3 separate regions of the Zea mays genome follow, and all the other regions are linked to region 1. The links are chromatin contacts, called in public Hi-C maps. All regions are on one chromosome and are shown on one strand. The core of a region is the stretch at or near the end of the contact, and the rest is flanking DNA. Distances in the headings are between cores, read along the strand shown. Region 1 holds the start of LOC103643314 (ABC transporter A family member 2). Region 2 holds the start of LOC103643317 (aminopeptidase M1-B). Region 3 holds the start of LOC100275547.

Region 1 (2,810 bases), core at 27-2,526:
CAAGCCTTATGATGATTCAAGTTAACCATGAAGCTGTCCAAGCCACTAAGCTCCAAAATGTTTATAAAGTTAAAATGAGGTAAAACAACTCGTGACAGTGGACAAGATTTAGGCCTCGTTTGGCAGAGCTCTGCTCCATGATTCTCTAGCTTTGAGAGTTAATTATTCAATAGAGTGATTCTAAATGATTTTCAAGTAGAAGTGAATATATTTGACGAAAATTATTTAGCAAATTATGAGTGAACTGATTCCTGAGGGGTTAGAGATGTTAGGAGTAGAGGAAAGCAGGGTTTTTTTTAGCTCCCACCTTAGTACAAAATGAATACTAGTGCACTATGGAGTTTTCTAGAAGTGATTCTCGCTAAGAGAAGAGCTGCCCCCTTAATACATTTAAGTTGAATTAAATTTATTTTACAATTCCAAAACCAAGAGGCTCATGCCGATGTATAGCTTAGCTTCCACCGTCCCAGCAACCAATTCCGTATGTCAAACAGGAAATTATCGCGCGGTTTTCTTTCTCGTCGAGAAAAAAAATTCTCATGAGCTTAAATCCGACCATTCCCCACCCAGAATCCAGATTCTTGATCTCAAAAAATAAAAAGAGAGAAAATCCAAAATCCCCACGCGAGACAGGTAAACCAACTCCGCAGGCGAACATCGCACACAAACAAAAATTCCCCCACAAGGATGCACTTATTATTAATAAAATCCAATCTCGCCCAACCCAGACCCACAACTGATGGGGGATCGGAAGGAATCGGGACCTTTTCGGGTGCTATGGGTCGGCCGGGGTTGTTCCTCCGGATGGCGTCGACGAGGCCCCTGATGCGGGCGCTCCCGCCGTCGCTCCAGAGGAAGTCGTAGCATGGGGACTTGATGAAGAACTTGTCCTCGCAGGGCGGGATCGGCGGCGCGACGAGCGCCTCCGGGTCGGGCACGTTGCGGTAGGCGGTGGTACTGGAGAACCTGGAGCGGACGGCGCGGTCGATGCAGAAGATGAGGAAGATGAATACGAGCGAGGAGAAGAGCTGCAGCGCCGCCGAGCGGCGGTTGCGCCAGGTGAGCGTGGCGTTCTTGCGGAGCAGCGCGCGGTACTGCTGCCACGCCAGCGCGCCGCCGCTCAGGAGCTCCATCGGGCCCGGACCGGATCGGTCGTGAGCCCGGGCCGCGGACTACGGGGGGAGTTTCTTGGCTTGGATAGCGCGCGCTCTCTCTCTCTCCGGTCGTGGAGCTTACGGGAGGAATATGAGGTTTGAGTATTTATAAGGGATGCGTTTGAAAACAGACAGTCAGGAGGAAGACGCGGTTTAGTGGGGCCCTCGTGTCTGCCTGCAGGCTGCAGCACATCGTTCTTGCAGCCGGTTCAGAGAGCAGCTTCCTTCTCCTTCCATTTTTAATATTTTTCAATACTTGTAACTGCAGCTCATCAGACTTTGTGGCTGTCTGCACCCACAGGCCACAGCTGCAGAAATCCTGTGTTGGGTGGCTGCTGCAGCGCAGCACCACGGTTTCCACCGTTATATCTTGTCATTCTTCCTTTTCTACTGTATTAAACGCATCAATTTTCTGGGTTCCCATGGTCCTTGTGACCACCCATATTTAAATAATAAAAATATTAAAAGTATACACAAATAAAGATTTAAATCATGGTTGTTAGCTTTGAACCCACCTTTGCATACATCACATGTCTGTTTGTGTTTTACATTCTATACCATAAAGTAAATGAGACAAGTGACACATCGATTTTTATCGTGTGGTTTAGTCAAAGTCTCCAGGTTGTGGTGTCCTCCTTTGAACAAGGGTTGCAATCAACCCCTCTCAAGTGATCAAATAGATCAAACTTGTGTGCCACGGTTCTTCCTTATATCAAGTATTCTTGTTTGTGGACAATCTCCACAACTTGGAGTCTTTCACAGTCTTACAAAAATTAAAGTCACACCTTAAAGTAACCGAGGGAGATAGAATATGCACATAAGAGCAAATCACAACAACACGCACCAGAAACACGAAGACAAGAGCGCAAGAACAAGAGTTCACAAAAATAGCACAAAATTAGCGTTCAGATCTCACTAAAAACACTTGAGGGCGTGGTCACAGAGTTTCAGAGTGTTGGTATACTCTTGAGATGCTTGAGTACTGCTTGGAGGCGCCTATGGGTCCTTTTATAGCCCCAAGGGGCTAAGAGCCATTACCCCTTCCAAATTGAAGTTGTAAAACTTCCCTATATGCGGGTGCACTGGACCATCCACAGTAACGGTCAACATATCTTCTGATTAGCTCCTTTCCTTAGTTGGGTGGCACCAAACCGGTCCGGTGTGCCATCGGACCGTCGGGTGACGTCAGCTAGGTGTTGGCGCCAGAACCCCATTGGAGAGAGCCATTGGAGAAGCGGTCTGGTGCACAACAGACCGAGTACTGTTAGCGGTCCGGTGATTTCTAAAGAAAAATACCGAGACCGATACGTATGGCTGGGTTGCACGGACTTGGTCCGGTGCACCACCGGACCGTCCAGTGTAGCCTAGACCACAGCAAGCTGAGCTCTTTTGAGCCAAACTTCTCCAAACTTTTTCGACTTTCCTTGGTAGCTTCCCTATGACTTAGACAAACATAGTTAGCACTTATGCCAATTGACTAAGTGCAGGAAACATACTTTTTTTCATAGTTTCACCAGAGTTTTCAATGTGACTCGTTTCAAGTCCAAAACGCACTTTTCTTGCAGAAATGAGTTAATAGGCAAAACAAAGTGCTAAAAACATAAAGTGGGGTATGTACAACTTATTCAAACACTTAAACATCATGTTTATGTTGTT
Region 2 (2,700 bases), core at 50-2,549, 170 kb after region 1:
TAAAATAATGTTAAAAAACAGTGTAGGAGGTGAGGTTTGAAGCCACACCCTGATGGAAGAAGGACGAAAGACACTGAGTGAAGCCATCTAACCAGTAGAATATCATGCTTAAGTGTTTTCAATATTGAATATAAATAGTACATATATATACACGATTTTTTTGTAAAATAAAAAAATAATCGTGTCGGGCCAGACCAGCACTACGGGTCGAGGCTATGACCCAAGCACCGCACGGCGCTCGTGCTGGGCTGGTCTAGACACTATAAATGGTCCGTGCCTGGGGCCGACTCGCCAGACACAACCCATTTAGCCATCTATACATCCGCACGATAATGATGACCCTCGTCTAAGTTGTCGCCACCTTGTTCCACATCCTGTTTTTTCTTTTCTCCCCTCATGCCTCCGCCTCAGCGCCACCCCATTCTCGGCAGAGGACGTGGGAGCGGGCACTTCCTCCCCATATTCGTCCAACAGCAATCCCAACGCCGATCCGCGCAGTGGCTATTGCACGTACACGAGAACGTTTCACATCATGCGCGCACCATCGTTTTTGCCATCGTTGGATGTCCCGTTCGTTTTTTCGGCCTTCGCCCTGTTCTTCCTCCCCAATCTGCTGCCCCCGCCCACAGTCGCAGCCGCGATACGACCGACGCTCGTCGACGCGGGTACGGGGCAAGTCGGTCTTGCTCCTGACCTTTCTCCATGCGTGCCACCGAGGAGGACACGATGTTGCTGCCATGTTTATGTTATCTTGGCGATGAGGAGTTTATGTTTGAGATATTGGACAACCAGGGGCCGTAGTGCAACAACAATCGACATATGCTACAGAGTTGGTGGTGGTGTTGTATCGTCTCGACGGGTCCAGGACTGGAAAGGCACTCACCCTTCTCGGACTGACGCCTAGTGCGGGTGCCTCTCGGTTTGGAGCTGCTCCGGCTGGGCTTCTTTCTCCGCCTGTGTGCTCTCTCTATATGTATCTAGCAGTATACTATCTATGTCGCCTCCAGATGCTCAGGTCTTCGTCGTGTCCTTCTCCAGCAACGAACGGGTACGCCCACCTCTTTCCTTCACTTCTTGCTCTACGAAATCTTGGAAGTGGGGGAGGCGAGAGATGTGGTCCCTAATTTGCTGCCTATGGTACCCGTGCATTCAAAAAAATATTATAAGAGAGTAGAGATAATCAATAATTTTTTTAGATCTTTTTGTTAATAATTTACATAGATATTATTGTGAGTGGTCGACGGACAACCGAACTAGTAAAATATTAAATTTATCTTAACTATCCGATAACTGTTCCCTAACCCAAGAAGAAACAGGCCGACAAAGCGTGTCGAGGAAGCTAACCCAAGCTGTGTCCATTCCGGTAACAAATCGAGTCACAGTTGGTCTGCTCCCTACCGTCGCCGTTTCCGCACTTTCCTCGTCACACAAGTCCACCTCCACCGCCGCACGCCGCCGCTCCTCCGCATCCGCGACCGCGACCTCGAGGTCGCCCTCCCTCCGCGCCAGCTGCAATGGCGGCCTCGCCGGACCAATTCCGGGGGCATGCGCGCCTCCCGCACTTCGCGGCCCCGCTCCGCTACGACCTCCGCCTCCGCCCGGACCTCGCCGCGTGCACCTTCACGGGCGCCGCGGCCATCGCCGTTGTCGTGTCCGCGCCCACCCGCTTCCTCGTCCTCAACGCTGCCGAGCTGGATGTCGATCGCGCCTCCATCCGTTTCCAGGTGTGCATTCGCGGCCCCCATCTTTCGATCGAGGCCCTTCTCATCTTACTGACTATATTTTTTTTGTGTTATTGCAGGATTTGGCGCCGACAGATGTGGCTCAGTTCGATGAGGATGAGATCATGGTCATCAGCTTCGACCGGGAGCTGCCCTTCGGAGAGGGCGTGCTCACCATGGACTTCACCGGCACGCTCAACGATCAGATGAGGGGATTTTACAGGAGGTACGCTTCCTCTTACTGTACTAGTTTGTTGTGCATGCCATACTCCAATTATTCCTAGTTGTTAGGTATGTACTCTAGGCTGTTAGTTTCAGTGGCGACAAATTCGTGTTTGGGACCAACCAATACAGTATTTACAGTTGCCTCACTAGCAGGCCAATTGTGTACACCAGGGACATCTGGATACATTCTTGTTGCCATGCATATTACGTGAAAAGTGTGAGGTAGTTACACAGCGGTGACAGATATCTTAGAATCTGTAGTGTCACAGTCTTGCAAAAGGGCCTCTAGCTGAGTTGGTTAGGTGGTCTGAGTAATACTTCTCATGTCCTAGGTTTAACTCCCAGTGGGAGCGAAAACTGAGGTTAAAAAAATCACTCGCTGGTTCCCTTGTGTAAGGGACTATGGTGAACCGACCTATGGTGGGCGGGCCCTCGTGTAAGGGACTGGTTGTGTGGGTTAGCCTCAAAGCGCGGGTTAAGGCCCAAATCATAGGAGGCAGCATCCCCATGTATGAGGGAGCCATCTTTTATAGTTTTTCTTGGCCGGGCTCCGATTGAGCTCTTCTTAGTGAAATACCATGGAAGCGGTCTTTCCCCGGCCGAGTTGTTTTTTTAGTGTCACAGTCTTGATCTGACATCTGATCATGATTCTACTAACAGCCTGATTGGCTGTCTTTGCTGCACAGCTGCAGCTGCCGGCTGCTACTGCCTGTTATGTGTTTTGTGCACAAATTACCGTAGCTGCTCTGACGGA
Region 3 (2,700 bases), core at 35-2,534, 160 kb before region 1:
TGCTCAAATTCTCCCGAGTTGTAACCATTTCATACAGGACACAATCGTAATCTTCAAGCTCTCGCTGCAGTCTATCAAAGTATCTGAAGAAAAAAACTGAAGATCTCAGCTAATTCTCTATAGTAATAGTAGCTATAAACATTCATGAATGGCAGGACATTTGAACAAGGGAATGATGATAATTCACAGGGAATGCACATCAACATGACAGCAAAACTTAATGCGAGAAAACAATACTTTAACATGAAACAGAGGAAACGCGTACATACTCTTTGTCTGCAATGTGGACTGTAGAAACCAAATCAACCTGCAGCATAACAGGAGTTGACAATTGAATAAAAGCTAGAGAAATTTCATTAGAAAGTTCTAGGACATTGACTCAACACTGTTTTGCACCTATTGGGTTCTTCTATCAGCTAAGTGGCAATCAAAAAACTTATGAAAGTGCTAAAACTTCCAGAGCGAAGTGGGCATCAGAGTGTTGCTAATGCGAAGCCCACAAAATCCAGGCATTGAAGTGGTAACAGCATTTAAGCCAGTCTCCCTATTTATTGTTAAAGGATAACATTAACGCGGGAAATTCCTCACTATGACTACTAATTCTGCAGGGAAGTTGAGAGGACCAATTAAACGGCGGGGATTAACATCCATTTTGTGCATTTTTTTTATACAAACATTTTTGTGCAATTCTCGCTAGCACATCGGATTTGAGTGTCGAAGGAAGCAGGCGAGCGACACACGCACAAGGAGCCGGCAGACTCACGTGGAGGAAGGGGTGGAGAAGCGACCACGGGAACCGCTTCTTGAAGCGCACCACCGCCGTCTGCAGCTCCCCGCCTGGCAGCCCGCCTCCGCCTGCCCCTCCGGCACAGCCAAGCTCGGGGCGGCGGTAGCGGAGGTAGTCGGTGATGGAGCTGCTGGTAGCGAACCTCTCCACCTCTCCGTCCCCCACCCCGGACGTGGCGGCTGCGGCGACGGACCGCAGCCAGGGGGCGCGGCGCCGGCGGCGAGCGCGGGAGGAGAGGAAAGCGGCGGCGAACGAGGTGGAGGGCACCGAAGCCGTCGAGAGCATCGCCGTCGGCGGTTAGGGTTTTGGAGAAGACAGGGAGCGAGAGAGTTGAAGCGGCAGTGGGTGGAGGGGGCGACCGGGCGAGCGACGAGCGTGGCGGATTGCTGGATGCTGCCTCGCCTCGGCCTTCCCCTAATCCCCTGTCTCTCCGTCCAGGAAGATAACCGAGACGTAGGCCCACCGAGGTTGTTTGGTTGGCTGGCGCGAGGCCACGACCTCTTGAACGCCTAGGAAACGTTTCCGCTCGGCAGCGTGGCAGTCTATAAATCAGTAGTGTAGTGCACCGATTTTACTGCGTTATAAACACTGTTATATCATATACGACGTGAATAAGACCCTGTTTGGTCCTTGTCTAACAATTATATTACCGGTTGAAAATTAACAACGATAAGATGATTAATACTTGAGACAATCTTCAGCTATATATCTTTTTGATAGATTAATAATTCATATGTATTCAGAGAACCAGCCAACGTAGATACAGGCAGACTAGACTCCTTCAGTAGACAACTGATTTATAGAAACAGTTTCCGGTATATCGGGGAGATGATTGTCTGATTAGGATAATCTAACCATGGACATGCACGCACCCAGGATTAGTGGCATGCAAGCCTTACACCAAAAAAAAGGATCAATCTACGTATGCAGCAATAGTGGCATGCAAGCCCACTTAATCTAAATATAGTCTAGCCTGCCTATATTTGGGCACAGAAAAGCAGCTTATCTGAGAAGCTGGTGAAAAACAACTTCTGCTTGTTGGCTGCTTTTAGTTCATTATGAGAAGCAGCTAAACTAATAAGTTGCTGGAGAAGCTGCTTGTTTAGCACAACTTCTGCTTAAATCTACGAAGAACTTGAAAATAAGCTGTGCCAAATCTACGTTGGCTGGTTCTTATAATACATATGGATTAGTTGGCTGGTTCTCAGAATACATATGGATTATTAATCTTTCATGGTACCAGAGGGTTCGTTCCGAACCAACTTCCACATTTTCTAGCCACGCTACCTCGCCACCTCGTTGCCATGGCCGACGATGATGTTGTTGTCGCCGCTCGTCGTGCCTTGGAGCAGCGTGTTGCTGCCTTTACTGCTGAAGAACATCGTGAGGCTGCTCGCCAAGAAGCTGCACACCTAGAGGCTACGCGCGTTGAGGCCGAGCGCCGGGAGGCTGCACGCTTGGAGCAGGAAAGACGTAACGCCGATGCCCATGCGCTAGTCGTCGCCGGTGAGGTTGCCGTGGCTACTGCCGCACTTCATGCTCAAGTCGCGGCGATCCTCAACGCCAAGTCTCTCGTCCCCATCGTCCTCGACTTCACGTCGACCCACTACAACCGATGGCGTGGTCTCTTCCTCAACACTCTTGAGCGCTATGCGCTCGTTGACCATGTGCTTTCCGACAACGATCACTCCAACGACACCATGTGGAAGCGCATGGACTGCACCTGTAACACCCCAGGTGTTTATTTCTCGTCCGACAACGAGTATGAATTTAAGCACAGGATATCAATGAATATAAAGGTCGCTAAGTTCTAATCATTTTTGTCCATGAATCTATACTACCCAAAAAATTTCGCGAAATTCAGACTTTAGTTAATCTTCTGAATTATTGAGTCTTGTGCCTAATTAAAATTT

What was found. A called contact is a pair of places that touch in the nucleus more often than the background predicts.
Region 2: a contact with region 1 is called in a Hi-C map of ear, with 2.4 times the contacts expected there. The contact joins the promoter of LOC103643317 here to the promoter of LOC103643314 in region 1. A contact is called at or near these places in 5 of 25 Hi-C or Micro-C datasets (ear, endosperm, leaf and 1 more).
Region 3: a Hi-C map of leaf mesophyll shows a contact between it and region 1, with 3 times the contacts expected there. The contact joins the promoter of LOC100275547 here to the promoter of LOC103643314 in region 1. A contact is called at or near these places in 5 of 25 Hi-C or Micro-C datasets (ear, endosperm, leaf and 2 more).

The regions. Positions count from the first base shown.
Region 1 is chr1:221,747,232-221,750,041 of Zm-B73-REFERENCE-NAM-5.0, forward strand. LOC103643314 (ABC transporter A family member 2) reads right to left here and starts at 1,277. Exons shown (of 16, transcript XM_008666467.3): 1 at 765-1,277. The coding sequence starts at 1,133.
Region 2 is chr1:221,917,084-221,919,783 of Zm-B73-REFERENCE-NAM-5.0, forward strand. It overlaps LOC103643317 (aminopeptidase M1-B), which reads left to right and starts at 1,300. Exons shown (of 19, transcript XM_020546704.2): 1 at 1,300-1,724; 2 at 1,802-1,947. The coding sequence starts at 1,515.
Region 3 is chr1:221,582,867-221,585,566 of Zm-B73-REFERENCE-NAM-5.0, forward strand. LOC100275547 reads right to left here and starts at 1,285. Exons shown (of 5, transcript NM_001149603.2): 1 at 764-1,285; 2 at 270-307; 3 at 1-83. The coding sequence starts at 1,072.